2 separate regions of the Zea mays genome follow, and region 2 is linked to region 1. A link is a contact called in public Hi-C data. All regions are on one chromosome and are shown on one strand. The core of a region is the stretch at or near the end of the contact, and the rest is flanking DNA. Distances in the headings are between cores, read along the strand shown. Region 1 holds the start of LOC100384276 (Protein SUPPRESSOR OF PHYA-105 1). Region 2 holds the start of LOC100272371.

The links. A called contact is a pair of places that touch in the nucleus more often than the background predicts.
Region 2: a Hi-C map of leaf mesophyll shows a contact between it and region 1, with 2.4 times the contacts expected there. The contact joins the promoter of LOC100272371 here to the promoter of LOC100384276 in region 1. A contact is called at or near these places in 15 of 25 Hi-C or Micro-C datasets (bundle sheath, ear, leaf and 4 more).

Annotation. Positions count from the first base shown.
Region 1 is chr6:176,866,944-176,873,723 of Zm-B73-REFERENCE-NAM-5.0, reverse strand. LOC100384276 (Protein SUPPRESSOR OF PHYA-105 1) reads left to right here and starts at 3,337. Exons shown (of 9, transcript XM_020539120.2): 1 at 3,337-3,544; 2 at 3,628-3,751; 3 at 3,857-5,509; 4 at 6,418-6,575. The coding sequence starts at 3,872. It overlaps LOC103630756 (a long non-coding RNA gene), which reads right to left and starts at 2,864. Exons shown (of 3, transcript XR_002262927.2): 1 at 2,157-2,864; 2 at 675-1,315; 3 at 1-196.
Region 2 is chr6:177,001,264-177,007,510 of Zm-B73-REFERENCE-NAM-5.0, reverse strand. LOC100272371 reads right to left here and starts at 4,731. Exons shown (of 15, transcript NM_001146852.2): 1 at 4,579-4,731; 2 at 4,276-4,319; 3 at 4,036-4,145; 4 at 3,633-3,670; 5 at 3,476-3,553; 6 at 3,338-3,391; 7 at 3,159-3,260; 8 at 2,927-3,012; 9 at 2,731-2,834; 10 at 2,560-2,628; 11 at 2,349-2,464; 12 at 2,193-2,227; 13 at 1,859-2,001; 14 at 1,588-1,713; 1 more. The coding sequence starts at 4,627. The coding sequence ends at 1,411. It overlaps LOC100284657, which reads left to right. Exons shown (of 1, transcript NM_001157552.2): 1 at 1-467. The coding sequence ends at 316.

The sequences.
Region 1 (6,780 bases), core at 2,088-4,587:
TTATTCATTAATATTTCCCAGTAGAACAAAATGTTTTACAAATCTTGACACATGTAAGTTGCATCAATAATAGTACATTTATTCCATCCTAAAATTCAGATTTGCAAAAGTTTTAGACTCTATCTACACATTTGGTCGTCAAGATATCTAACGGCAAACTGACGATCGTTCCGCGCCACCAAAGCCTTTTGAATTGCTGCAATGAATGCAACATTTAATCACATATATACTCAGTTCACAATATAAAAACAAATAAGGAACAACTTAGTAAATGAATTATCGAGTGTTACAAAAAACAAGTTGGCTATTAGGCGAACTGAAATTACCAAGAGCATTGGCACATGTTACCCTCACTGTTAATCCCCTTATTATGCGTGACACATGTTACCGGTCAGAAAAACATGTTACCAGCTGTATAAACAAGTTGAACCCTCATTGTTAATCCCCTTATTATGTGTGACACATGTTACCGGTCAACATATATCTACCATAGAAACGACAAAAAATATACTGAAATTTCAGAAATAGTTTATAATATGCAATTCGGAGGGACAATAGAAATGATGCACAACAGATAAGCCGCTTTGCTAAATCCCAGTCATTTTGTAGGGACTAAAAAAGCAAAATACACCAAATCGAAGTACAGAACAATATTACATTTGACCTCGGCGTACCTTGCCTTACCACCGAGTCTTTTTTCCTATCACACTTGCTCTTCATCTCTTGAAAAGTATCCGGAGAAAGATAAGAAATCTTGATTAATTATTTTCACAGGTCGTGAGCAATGAGCCCCATTCTTTGGAGAATAAAGAACCAGAACTGCCTGCTGAAAACACAGATTACTAAGATATGATTAATTGTCTCATCTTCCTGTTCACAAAGGGGACAACAGCTCGGTCGAGGGAGATTTCTCTTAGCCAATCGATCCAATGTCCAACATCGATTGTGGATCACAAGGCAGATGAAGAAAGTGCACCTAGGAGGAGCCCAAATCTTCTAGACACGATCAAAAGCCTCCTACTGCAAGGATCCTTAGAAGATGGCTGCATAAGCCGAGGTTGCTAAATATTTTCTGGAACTGGACAACCTCTAAAAGTGTCTATCCGGCAATGCCGGGCTGCAGGTTAACCCCTTCGAAAGCTTCCAAAGAAGTGTGATTTCCATGAACACCTCCCAAGATAAAACACCCCGAAGGTCTTGAATCCATCTTGAATCTGTCAAGGCTTCCAGAATTGTTCTTTTGTTTATTATACACTTCGAGACCATCAAGAAAAGGTTTGGAGCCAAATCCTCCATCTGTTGCCCAGCCAGCCACCTGTCACTCCAGAATACACATATTTGAAAAGTAAAGCTTATCTCTACAGCAAGCCATTTAGCATTAAAAACTGAAAACCTGCAATAATGAAAGTTTTTGGCTTTTTGCCCACTATCGTAGTTAATTTTTATTTGAAAAATTCTTTATTGCATTGGATATTTGTGATGTTTGTTTGGTTCTTGTTTACCTTTTTTGTTTAGACGACAACAACTTATATGGAAATCAGGAGAGTCATCTAACAATTTTTATTATTATTGTGGACAATTCTTTTAGTGAATCATTCCAAGAGCCAACTCAAGAAGTTTTACTATGTTCAATTGAAGAAGAGATATGCAAGCCTTTATTTCCATATCTGTAATACTCGTTAAATATTTTTATTTCTGTTTTGCTTCAACTGTTCCTTGGACTGAAGAGGAGCATCGAACATTTCTTGCTGGTCTTGAAAAGCTAGGTAAGGGAGATTGGAGGGGTATAGCAAAAAAATTTGTTACCACCAGAACACCAACTCAAGTTGTAAGTCATGCTCAGAAATATTTTCTTAGACAAACTAATCAAAAGAAGAAGCGCATATCTAGTCTTTTTGACATGATGCCCAGAGAGCTGGTACTTTCTGTCAAACTTTGTAGTATTGCACTAACATCACAAAAAATGTCAATATTTGCAGTATTGCACTGACATCACAAAAAATATGTTGAAAATTCAGAAATAGTTTATAATCTGCAATTCAGAGGGACATTATAAATGATGCACAACAGATAAGCCGCTTTGCTAAATCCCAGACATTTTGTAGGCACTCAAAAAAGCAAAATACACCAAATCGAAGTACAGAAAATAGTATTACATTTGACCTTGATAAAGATTGCCTTGCCACCGAGTTTTTTTCCTATCACGCTTGCTCTTCACCTCTTCAAAAGTATCTGGAGAAAGAGAAGAAATCTTCATCAATTATTTTCACAAGTCAAGAGTCTGTTTCAACCTAACTTCACTTCCTTGTGGTGTGCTGCCGACTGCAACGAACAAGAGCGGGTGGACTACCAATAATCATTACACGAACATTTTCCTCCCTGGAAATGATGGAACCTTGTTGTCCCTGACAATAACTATTCATCTGTAAATAGCAGAAAACATCTTTGTGAAATTGTGGTAGGTCTGTCGCGGCATGGCTGGCGGGCGTGCGGGCGGGGTTTGCGGCGGGCTCGCGGCGGGCATGCGGGTTGTGCGGGCGGTCGTGCGGGCGTTGCGGGAGGGAATTCGCGGCGGGTCGCGGCGGGCGTATCGTGGCTTGCAGGGTTCGCAGAGGCGGGCATTCGTGGCGGCGGGCAGGGTTCGCGGAAGGTCGCGACGGGCGTATCGCGGTTGGTGGCGGGCTGTTCACGGCGTTTGCCGAGCGGTCGCGGCGGGCGGGCGTTCGCGCCTTGCGGTTGGCGGCGGACGGGGTTCGCGGCGGGCGATTGGCGGCGGGCGGGGGTCGCGGCGGGATCGGGCGGGCGGTTGTTTGGCGGGGGCAGTCTACAGTACCGTCTTAATAGTTAGTAGAGAAATGTGGCATGACGAAGGTGTTGCTAATGATTTCATTTATGATTGAGTATATAGTATAAAACACAAAGACATGTATTTTTAGGGTAAGTGTGTGTTGATGTGAGTTTGGAGCGAAGGTTCAAATCTCAATTTGTACATAACTTTAGATCAACTTTGGAACGCAAAAATTTCATAGGAATCTGTTTATTTTCATAGGAAAATCATAGGAAACAGGGAAAAATCCTGCGTTTCAAAGGTGATCTTAGTTTTTTTACCAATTAAATGATATAGTAAAGAATAAAGATACATTGAACATAGAAAATAATGTATTAAGAGAAAAATGTTTTGGAAAGCGATAACAACACCTATTTTGTAAATAAATTCTGAATTAATATACAATGGTAGAATTTTTTTTTCAATCAGGTAGCTATCACTGTAAAAATTACGAGGAGAGACGTATCGTAGTTTAGTTAAATATCTCTCCAGCACACCAGCACCGCCACGCTCCCTCGCAAGTCGCAACTCGCAACGGGGAGGGGGGAAACAGCAGTCAGCAGGCGGAGCAGAGGGTCGGACGGCGAGAGAGAGAGAGAGAAGGAAACCTAGGCAGCTTTCCGTTTCGGGAAATTCCCGGGCGCCCCGTCCGCGCTGCCCCGCTGCTCCCGCCGCCGGTGGCCAAGCCCCCGCAGGGCCCTGCGCGGCTCGCTCCCGGTAACGTGTGGCCCTCTTTCGCCGCGGCGAATGTCGCTATTTGGATCGTGCGAATCCTCCTGACCCGTGGCCCGGAACCGCAGCCAATCGCACGCGGGATCGTCGCTCTCGGGAGGGGGTCGGGGGCTCGTGGCGGCGCTGCGCTGTGCGCGAGGATGCGCCGCGCGGGCGGCTCGCTGCTGGTCTGTTGCGCGCGCCCGCCGCGAGGTATGGCTCCCCGCCGCTGAATCGGTCCTGGGGCGGTTTTTGCCTTTGCGCGACTTGGCCCGTGCGCCGTGACCTTATTGCGCGGGCGACGCGCGGTTTTCGCAGGGTAGGTTTGGTGCCATGGAAGGGACGGCGGCGGAGGTGGGCGGCGCTGGCGCTGACGCGGCCGGGGATGTGCAGATTAAGGGTGCCAAGGAGAATGCGCAGCCCACGGCGGCGCAGCAGCAGCAGCCGTCCGGCAGCGAGGCGCTGGAGATGCCGGCCACGCCACTCCAGCGGGACATAGACTGGTCCGAGCATTTCTCCTTCTTCACCTCGCTGGGTGGGTTCGGGGGCAGCTCGGACGGCGCGAGGGGCCTCACCAGCGTCGGCCTGTCCAATTCCGAGTCCAGGCCAGACAGTGTGGCACAGCGTGGCTTGGACCACGACACTGAAGAGAGGGTGGAGGAGCTCACATTGAAGAATTGCATCAATACTGGTATCCAGCCTGAGGTTTCTGCTGGTGGGAGCACAAGCAGCAGGGATAGGCCTACCCGTATTAAGGGCCTGTGGGGTAATTTTACACGGATCGCCCGGAGAACTAGCGATTTGGCCAGCAGGGAAAACACCGCACTGAGTTCTGGCGACATTGCAAACTTGAGGGCTGGTGATGCTTCTAGCATGGAAAAGCTGGCGACGAGCCTTGCCAGCAATATCATCTCAAGGAACAACAATGCGTCTGGCAATGAGGCACCTATGAGTCATGTTGGATATGTCAATAATGAGTTCATGATGTGCAGCCAGCAGATTCTCTTGTCTCCATGGTCTAATCAGGATAATGCTCTTAAAGTAAGCAGCTTCTCAAATAGGATTCTTAACCGGATGAGAAGTAAGACTGTGGCACCCTCATCTAGGGTTCTACGATCACCACTTCAAATCAAATCAAAAGGTAAAGGGGTTGTGTGCCAAGGTGCACGGGAGGAGATCCAAGTGCAAGCTAATGCAAGACCCAGAGACCCTTTGGACAAGATTCCGACTATTCCTAGCTCAATTCATGATTGTATGGCCAGAGTGGACCATATGCTTTTCAGTACTGGTGGAAATGTTACAAAATCCCACTCTGAGGGATCTAGCCTGAGGGAACTGATTAAGCCTGGGTGGCAAACAATGACTAAGTTTGAGAAAATGCATTTGTTTAAGCAGATCATTGATCTTGTGGATAAGTGTCATGCACAGGGTTTTACTTTGCAGCATTTGCGACCATCATATTTTATGGTCCTTTCTTCAAATCAAGTTAAATATATCGGCTCTTATACCACACAAGATTTGCCAACATCAATCAAACAAGAGGTTGCTAGAGAAGATCTTGTGAATAGAAAAAGAACTTTTGGACAGAGAATTGATCACCAAGAGTCTAATGACCATGGAAATTTGACGCTGAAGTATCAAAAGGTTGATGAGCAAGGCTCAGTCGCTATCAGGCAACCAGCAAATACATTTTGGACCGACAAAATATGTGACAATCAAAATGAAGATGTCAATCGAGGTGTTTTGAGGCAAGAAAATTTTAGCCACACTGCCAGAGAAGGTTTTAAGTTGGTCGAACCATATGGCAGTAATATATCTTGTGCTCAGCATGTATCTAGTTCTGCCACCCAACAACCAGCATTTGAATTGAGGAATCTTGAGGAAAGCTGGTACAAAAGCCCAGAGGAGCTCAGTCAATTTAAAGGCACATTCCCATCAAACATCTACAGCCTTGGGGTTCTTCTATTTGAGGTATATCCAATACTTCAGTGTCATTTTCTGCAGCAGTATCCATATTGGATTTTGTAGAAGTGATGTGACATTGTGCAACCACAATTTATAATTTTGCGGGTGGTATATTACTATCATTTACTAGCAAATTCAAGTTGTTTACCTAAAACTTAGTATGAGCTGTTGGACTTCTGACATGCATACCATGGTATTTCCCAATCTCACCACATATTAAGCACAAAAGGATAGCATATCAGGAAAATTTAAAATGACACAGATAATCACATTAATTGTGAGATAGTTGTGACCCTTTCACATGGTGGTCACTGTTGCCAATCAAACAATACAATAGGCCTTTCTGCTTTTATTGTGCATCAGCTCTTGGAATGCTGAAAGTACTTTGCTATGCAGCATATTTGCATCACACATGCGCCTTATCATGAATCTGGTGGTTGTAGTTTCCAATTGCTATCGAGGCCCAAGACCATGGGATTATGATAGTCTATGCTTGCCTTAGTTACACGTGAATGCTGACTAATACCCTTGTTCTTACTATATGCAATTCTTATGCAGTCTCCTATTACTATAGGATAATGATAATCCACTTGTACTAGTGTACTACTATCACCATGCATGCACAGATTTAATTGCTTAGGCTACGACCAGCAGATCGTGCGTATGGCCGTGCAAAAACTGTTTTGCACTGAGCACTGTAGACTCATCTGTTTACAGAGTGGAGTTTGAAATAGGAGATGTGGATGAGTAAGTTGCTGGAGATAGCCTTACTAACTGAAACCACACTTACAGTTGGACTTCTCTACTTTTCTGTGTGATTCTGTCAATTATGTCCTCTTTTTTCTCACTGAAGTGTAAGATTCTATCTTAAGTCTGGCAGGCAAGGTATTTAATTTACCTAATATTTTTGTCAGCTCTTTTGCTGTTCTGAGACATGGGAGGTGCACTGTGCTGCAATGTCAAATCTTCGTCAACGCATCCTGCCTCCAAATTTTCTTTCAGAAAGTCCCAAGGAGGCTGGCTTCTGCCTTTGGTTGCTGCATCCAGATCCTTGTTCAAGACCAAAAGCAAAGTCAGTTTATTCATCTCTCTCATTTGGAGACAAAATAAGAAAAATGCTTACTGATTAGTAATTAGTTTGATACAAGTAAAGGTCAATCTTCTTTGCTTTGGTGATTTTTTATGTTACAATTAAGTTTAGATAACTGCTTGTCCTATGGAAGAAGTTTCTAGAGTTTTGAAATATTTTATAGGATAAATAAGCTCTATCACACTCA
Region 2 (6,247 bases), core at 3,482-5,981, 130 kb before region 1:
CATGGCGTGGATCGACGCGGACCTGGGCGCCATGGGCCACGACGACCTGGTCGCGTTCTGGGCCGCGCTGGCCGGCGTGCAGGCCGCTGTGGCCGCCAGCGCCGATCAGCTGCTGCGTGACGCGCTGCTCGTCGGGCGCAGGGGCCGACAGCAGCAGCAGCCAGCGGCCCAGCTTGGCGGTGGTGGTGTGGCCTTCGACGTCGGCGCGTTTGGCATCGGCGTGCAGGTGCCGCCGCCTCCAGGATTCGCTGGCGTCGACCTGCAGGGGTTCGGGGGACAGGCTGCTGCCATCCTCGGCGCCGGCGGCCCCTCGTGAGGTGGTGGAATGGAATGCATGTGCGCGCAGTTCGCTTGAGTTGTTGCATTCGCATGGAGGACGCGTCGTGCCTATGTTAGGTTTGGTGATAACATCGCAAATTTGCAAACAGTGTTTAAATTAAATTTGATGTGTGCTTCCTGCTTCTCTCCTATCCTACTGCTGCTCGTGATCGTGATGCATTCATTGTTCGTTCTCACCTGGCTTCGGAGCATCATTCTCGCTCATTGACACTGACGTTATCTGACAAACAACTCCATAGTAGTGCTGACTGCTAGTCCTAACAAAAAGTAGTTCTGGAATCTAGATGGACGAAGTCTCTAATTCCAACAGGTAGGTAGCTCTCCAATCGTCACCCTCTCAGCTATTGTTTTTCAAAATCCATCAATTACTTCTGTGTTCGTGTCAGATGTTTGATTGTCACCTACGAGCATTAAATAATCTAATTACAAACCTAATTGTACAGATAAAAGCTACTCATTATGTACTTAGCAAATGTTTACTATAGCATTTATTAAAACTAATTAATATATAATTAGCAAATGTTTACTATAGCATCACATGGATGAATCATGGATTAATTAGGATTAATAAGGTAGTATTGTGTCTCCATTATGTACTTAGTTTTATAATTAGATTGTATCTAATACTTTTTAACTAGTACCAAACATCCGATTTAGCGGCGCAGTCTGCAGGAACATGTCAGAAAAGGTGTCACAAACCAATTCCAACGTTTAGAACGATGAAAGCCGGTAACGTGTATTTTGAAATTGACAAAAATCCAATGGCTAGCACGAAATCGGGCACAGATGAAGAGACAACCAGAAATCATTCTAATGGGCGACCTTTTATTTCAAACGTATCAGATAATCAGGTAAATGAGTTCCCATAATCGCGGAAATCTACGGCAATCTCCAATTGGTAATGGTAACGGTAATGATAATGATTTGGCATACTGCTGCAGCCTGCAGATGTTCGCCTAGCTCAGGCCTTCTTCATTCATCAGGGTGGTGGCACAGGGAAAGAAAATGGCGACATAATAAAAACGGTTCGAAAGCGTCGCGCAGGAAAGCACCACAACTTCGGCAAGGATTTCAAAGGTTCGAGTTGGCTGCCAGCCTTGATCTGAGCTCATCAGCAACAGCGTCAATGAACTCCTCCGTGTTCAGGTAATGGCTCCTCGTGATACTGCAGCAGACATCAGTCAATACAAAATCACGAGGTGTATGCCACTTGAATGGGGCAGCAAGACAAATACTGCGGCCACGTACTTTGAAGATCCGTGAACGAGAAGGGCAAGGTCCTTGGTCATCTTCCCAGACTCGACGGCTCCAACGCAGGCAGCCTCAAGCTTCTGGGTGAAGTCAAGTAGTCTAGCATTGTCATCAAGCTTTGCCCTAACCCACACACACAAGAAAGGGGAATGTATGTTGATTACTGTGAAAACTGGAAGCTGCAAAATTTGTAGGTCTGGATAACGAATAAATCCGAACCGATGCATCTCACGTAAGTACTAGAACTGTACGTAATGGTCATACAAACCTGTGTGCAAGTCCTCTTGTCCACGCAAAGATTGAGGCAATACTGTTCGTACTAGTTTCACCTCCTTTCTGGTGAACACGGTAATGACGGGTAACAGTACCATGGGCAGCTTCAGCTTCGATCGTCTTTCCATCAGGGCACACCTGGGACAAGGTTACATGAACGAGTTCAGCATCAACCTCTAATCTAAACACTTGCAAAGTCTAAAACTATCCAAGTAAAATACACTCGTTTTCTTCTTGTCTGACCAAATTAGTAACAATATGCCTGATAACTGAGGAGAAATTTATCAATTATATCATGACAAATACTAAAAGCAAATTTAGTGACCTACCAGTACCGAAGTCATCAAACCCAATGAGCCAAAACCTGCAGTTAAAGAAAGACTCATATAATCAAATACATCACTTTTTTAACTAAGAGCAAGAAAGTAGCAAGTGTTACTCAGAACTTGAGAGTCCAGACTGTAAAAACTGAGGCAAATTGTAACCTTGAGCTAAGAAATCGCTCTGCACATCTCCATCATAATTCTTGCAAGCCCAGACATACCCTCCTTCACTCTTAAGTGCGTATGCTACCATGTCATCGATAAGGCGGTGCTCATACCTACAGGCATCAAAGACCAAATGACAAGAAAGACCTTGGGAGTCACACCTTATTAAAGAAAAAGATGAGATATGAAACGGGATTTGAAACTATACCATATGCCGGCAGCTTCAAATTTGGTTTTCCAACCAGCTTCATACACCTCCTGGAAAATGTCCTTGAACCTGCAAACAAATCAAGTACACAGGTAAACATGCTGCGCCAGAGAAAAGGCACCGTCAGTAAGACCTGAAAAATAATGAGAAACAGTTTAGCAAAACCCTTACCTGCCATCATATTTCTTCAAAATAGTGTTTTTGGTGCTAAGATACAATGGCCATTTCTTTTCATAAGCAGTGGCCATAGAAGCGTCAGCAAAGGCATGGATGGACTGCATAATTACACAAATACTGAGATGATAAATCACAAGAGGAGCACATTATATATGTCAAGTAATGGAATAGTAGCAAGCACCAACTGCACCTCGTCAGTGTTGTACATTGATAAGGCAACTCCTCCTGCACCAGTGAAGTTGAACACCTCCAGCTCAACTTGCTCTTCTTTTCCCTCTATCAGTAACAACAAAGGACAAAGGGGAAGATGTCAATTATTTACAGGATTCTCTCAGCAGAATTTTAGAAAATGAATCATAGGACGTTTAATAAGACAAGCATTTCATTGATTCTCAAATGCTGAGTGATTCATACATACATACCAAAAACTAATTTAAGCTTCCCTGGCCCCTTGATAACTGCATCAGTTGCCCGGTACTGATCACCGAATGCATGCCTCCCGATGCAAATGGGTTTTGTCCACCCTGAATTCACAAACAGTTCAGTTTACAAGGCAATTACATAAATGAGTACTCCTATGATTATGGTCTTCCTTCCATACCTGGAACAAGCCGTGGGATGTTTTTGCAGATGATTGGTTCTCTGAACACAGTGCCTACACGCAGCGAGCACATGAATAAAACTGTCAGTCCTGAGGACCCAAGAAATGTTACACTTAAAGGCTGCAGCAGCATCTTACCATTCAGAATATTCCTAATTGTGCCATTTGGGCTCTTCCACATAGCCTTCAAGCCAAACTCATTTACCCTTGCTTCATCTGCCATGGATTTTGATGCGATGTCAGTAAATCTAGAATCTCTTAAAACTTTGTCAGCAGAACAGTAACCCAAATGTACCTGGTGTAATGGTGGCACACTTGATAGCCACATTGTACCTACAAATAATGGAGAAGCATAAGCAATAGAAAAGATAGGTGCACGATGCAGCAAAATATTCAAAAGCCCGCAATACCAGACTACTGAAGCAACAACAGATAAGCAACAGGCTGAGTAGCAAAAAGGCCCTTAAACACGCCACTTTCTCAAGGAAGACTTTTCCAGTGATTAAATGACTTATGGAAAAAAAAAGGTTAAATCGACTATGCATATTCCACCACAAACACTTGTTAGACAACGCAACTAAACACAAACTTGAGCATCTGGATTTGATATAAATAACACTGAGCCACAACACTCTTTTCTGTGCTTTGCTTTTCATTTCCACCTTCTTAAGGAAGTGACAGTAACGTGCAATTCTTACTTGAGTGTGGCCTCCGCAGCCTCCACTGTGACTTTGTCGTCGGTAGCATCACGGTGTGGAAGCCCGAGGTCAAAATATTTGATGTCGAGGTCTACGAAAGGGAATATAAGCTGCACGAAATTCAATCGACAATTTAACATCCCAGCAACCCATGGGGAAAAGATGGTCCTCTCAAGGAACAAGAGCACAGGAAGCAACATCTAAGGGCGACGGAGATAGAGTCAGCCACGTTCCTATTACCTTGTCCTTGATAGATTTCCAGAACACCCTGGTCATCTCATCGCCTGCAAGCGAAATTCAGCAACAAACGTAAGCAGACCAGCTGGATTAATCGCTGAGTGAACAAAATCCCGGACACTAGCGAGACTAGCGTATCTGATCCAAGGTCCTCGTCTACTAGATCCACGGGATCTCCTGTGACGCTTCGACTAAAGCCACGGCTGGAGTTAGAGCGACCGGAAGAGAGGACGCGGCACAAGGCAAACGACGGAACGCAGCAGATCTGTTGTGTGGCGAACAGGACAGGACAGGTATCCCGCTTACCGTCCATCTCGACGACGGGGTTGGAGACCTTGATCTTGTTGAAGGCCATGACCAACCTGGTTCGCCTGAAGGACCGGGATAGGGCGGCGGCGGCGGCGGCGGCGGCCGAGACAGCCGGCGGCTGGACGGGGTTGGTGGGTTTCTGAGGAGGAGAAGATGACAGGAGGAACAGGGGGGCATCATCAGTTGAGGAGTGGGACGGTTTTAAACGAGGCGCGGGAGTGGGACCCACTGCCCAACGTAGAGATATTTTTTTGTCAAATCAAAAATTCAAAATAGGTTGCCTGTCCTGTAATGGGTTTCGTGGTTTTTTCCTCGACTCAGCTACTGTTGTACAATCAAATTTCTCGTTTAATTAAATTACTAAAAGTTATAAATACATTTTATTATTTACTCTATTAGAGTATCAAAGTTTGATTTGTTTTATATTAAAGGATATAAAAAATAGTACAATCTGTCCACTGTAGTAAATGATGAAGAGCGTCCATAAAATTTTCAACAAAAAATCATGATTGCACGAAACACTTAATTGCACAACATTTTTTCGTCTTTGCTCAATCATTGTACTTTATATTTAGCTTTTATAATTAGCATCACAACATCCTATATGATTCGGAGAAATTATCTGTGGCACACTAACAAATAGTTAATTTAGCTCTTGGACACCATAAATGGTATTATTTCTCAGGAACACAATGACAGATATTGATTATTATTAGCGGCGGCACACTCCATCGATAAAAATATCATTTTAGAAAATAATCTTATAGATAAAGTCTTGCTGGAAATGGAAAATTTAGTCGCTGCGATGTGCACTAGATGTGCACTAGATAATGAACAACATTTCTCTGTGTTCCTGATAAATAGTACAGTTTTATGTGTCAAAAATCTAAAGCCACTTTTTATCGGTATGCCATAAATAATTTTCCCGCATAGTTTACACTAAACTTTAGATTTTCTATGTTGTCTTCGGTGGATCATATAAAATAGGGAATGTGACACTTTAGATGATATTGTCTGTAGAGTGAGATTTAAAATAGAGAATGTGATAGAGACAACCTAACCAACATTTAGGGCCCCTTTGGTAGGGTTGCTACGGCTTTGTAAGTACTTTTGTATGAGGCGGCAGAGATACATTCTAGCCGCCCATACGCAAATTCTACGACAAGACATACATTACCCTAATACCTAAGGGTTTGTTTGGGTCTTTAGTATTCACCTCATTCTATATATATTGAGCTGGATTAAAGTGCAAATTAAACAATGTGAATTGAGCTGAATACTAAAATACACAAATAAGGCCTAAGGTGCACCATTGCATGCACAATAAGATTATGACACACAGCTGAACTCGATATATTTTATAAAATATTTTGGTGTTATGATTTTAAAATAAGGTGGATAATAGAGAGTTTTCCATTTTGATAAAGAAGAAAAGAGGTTGGCAGGGATCGCTTTCTCCCACCTGCCGTCTGTTCACCAACTTCCGTTGTTCGCGACAAAAGGGAACGGGAGCCGGCGGCAGGGTTTTCAATCTCGTTTGAGCACAGATCCTCGCTACACTCGTAAACGGAAAAATCATTGAAAACCGCCGAAATCCGGTAAAATCCGAACTGTTCGGATTCTCAAATTCAAATCTACCGGTTTCCGGAAACCTCACTCGAAAACC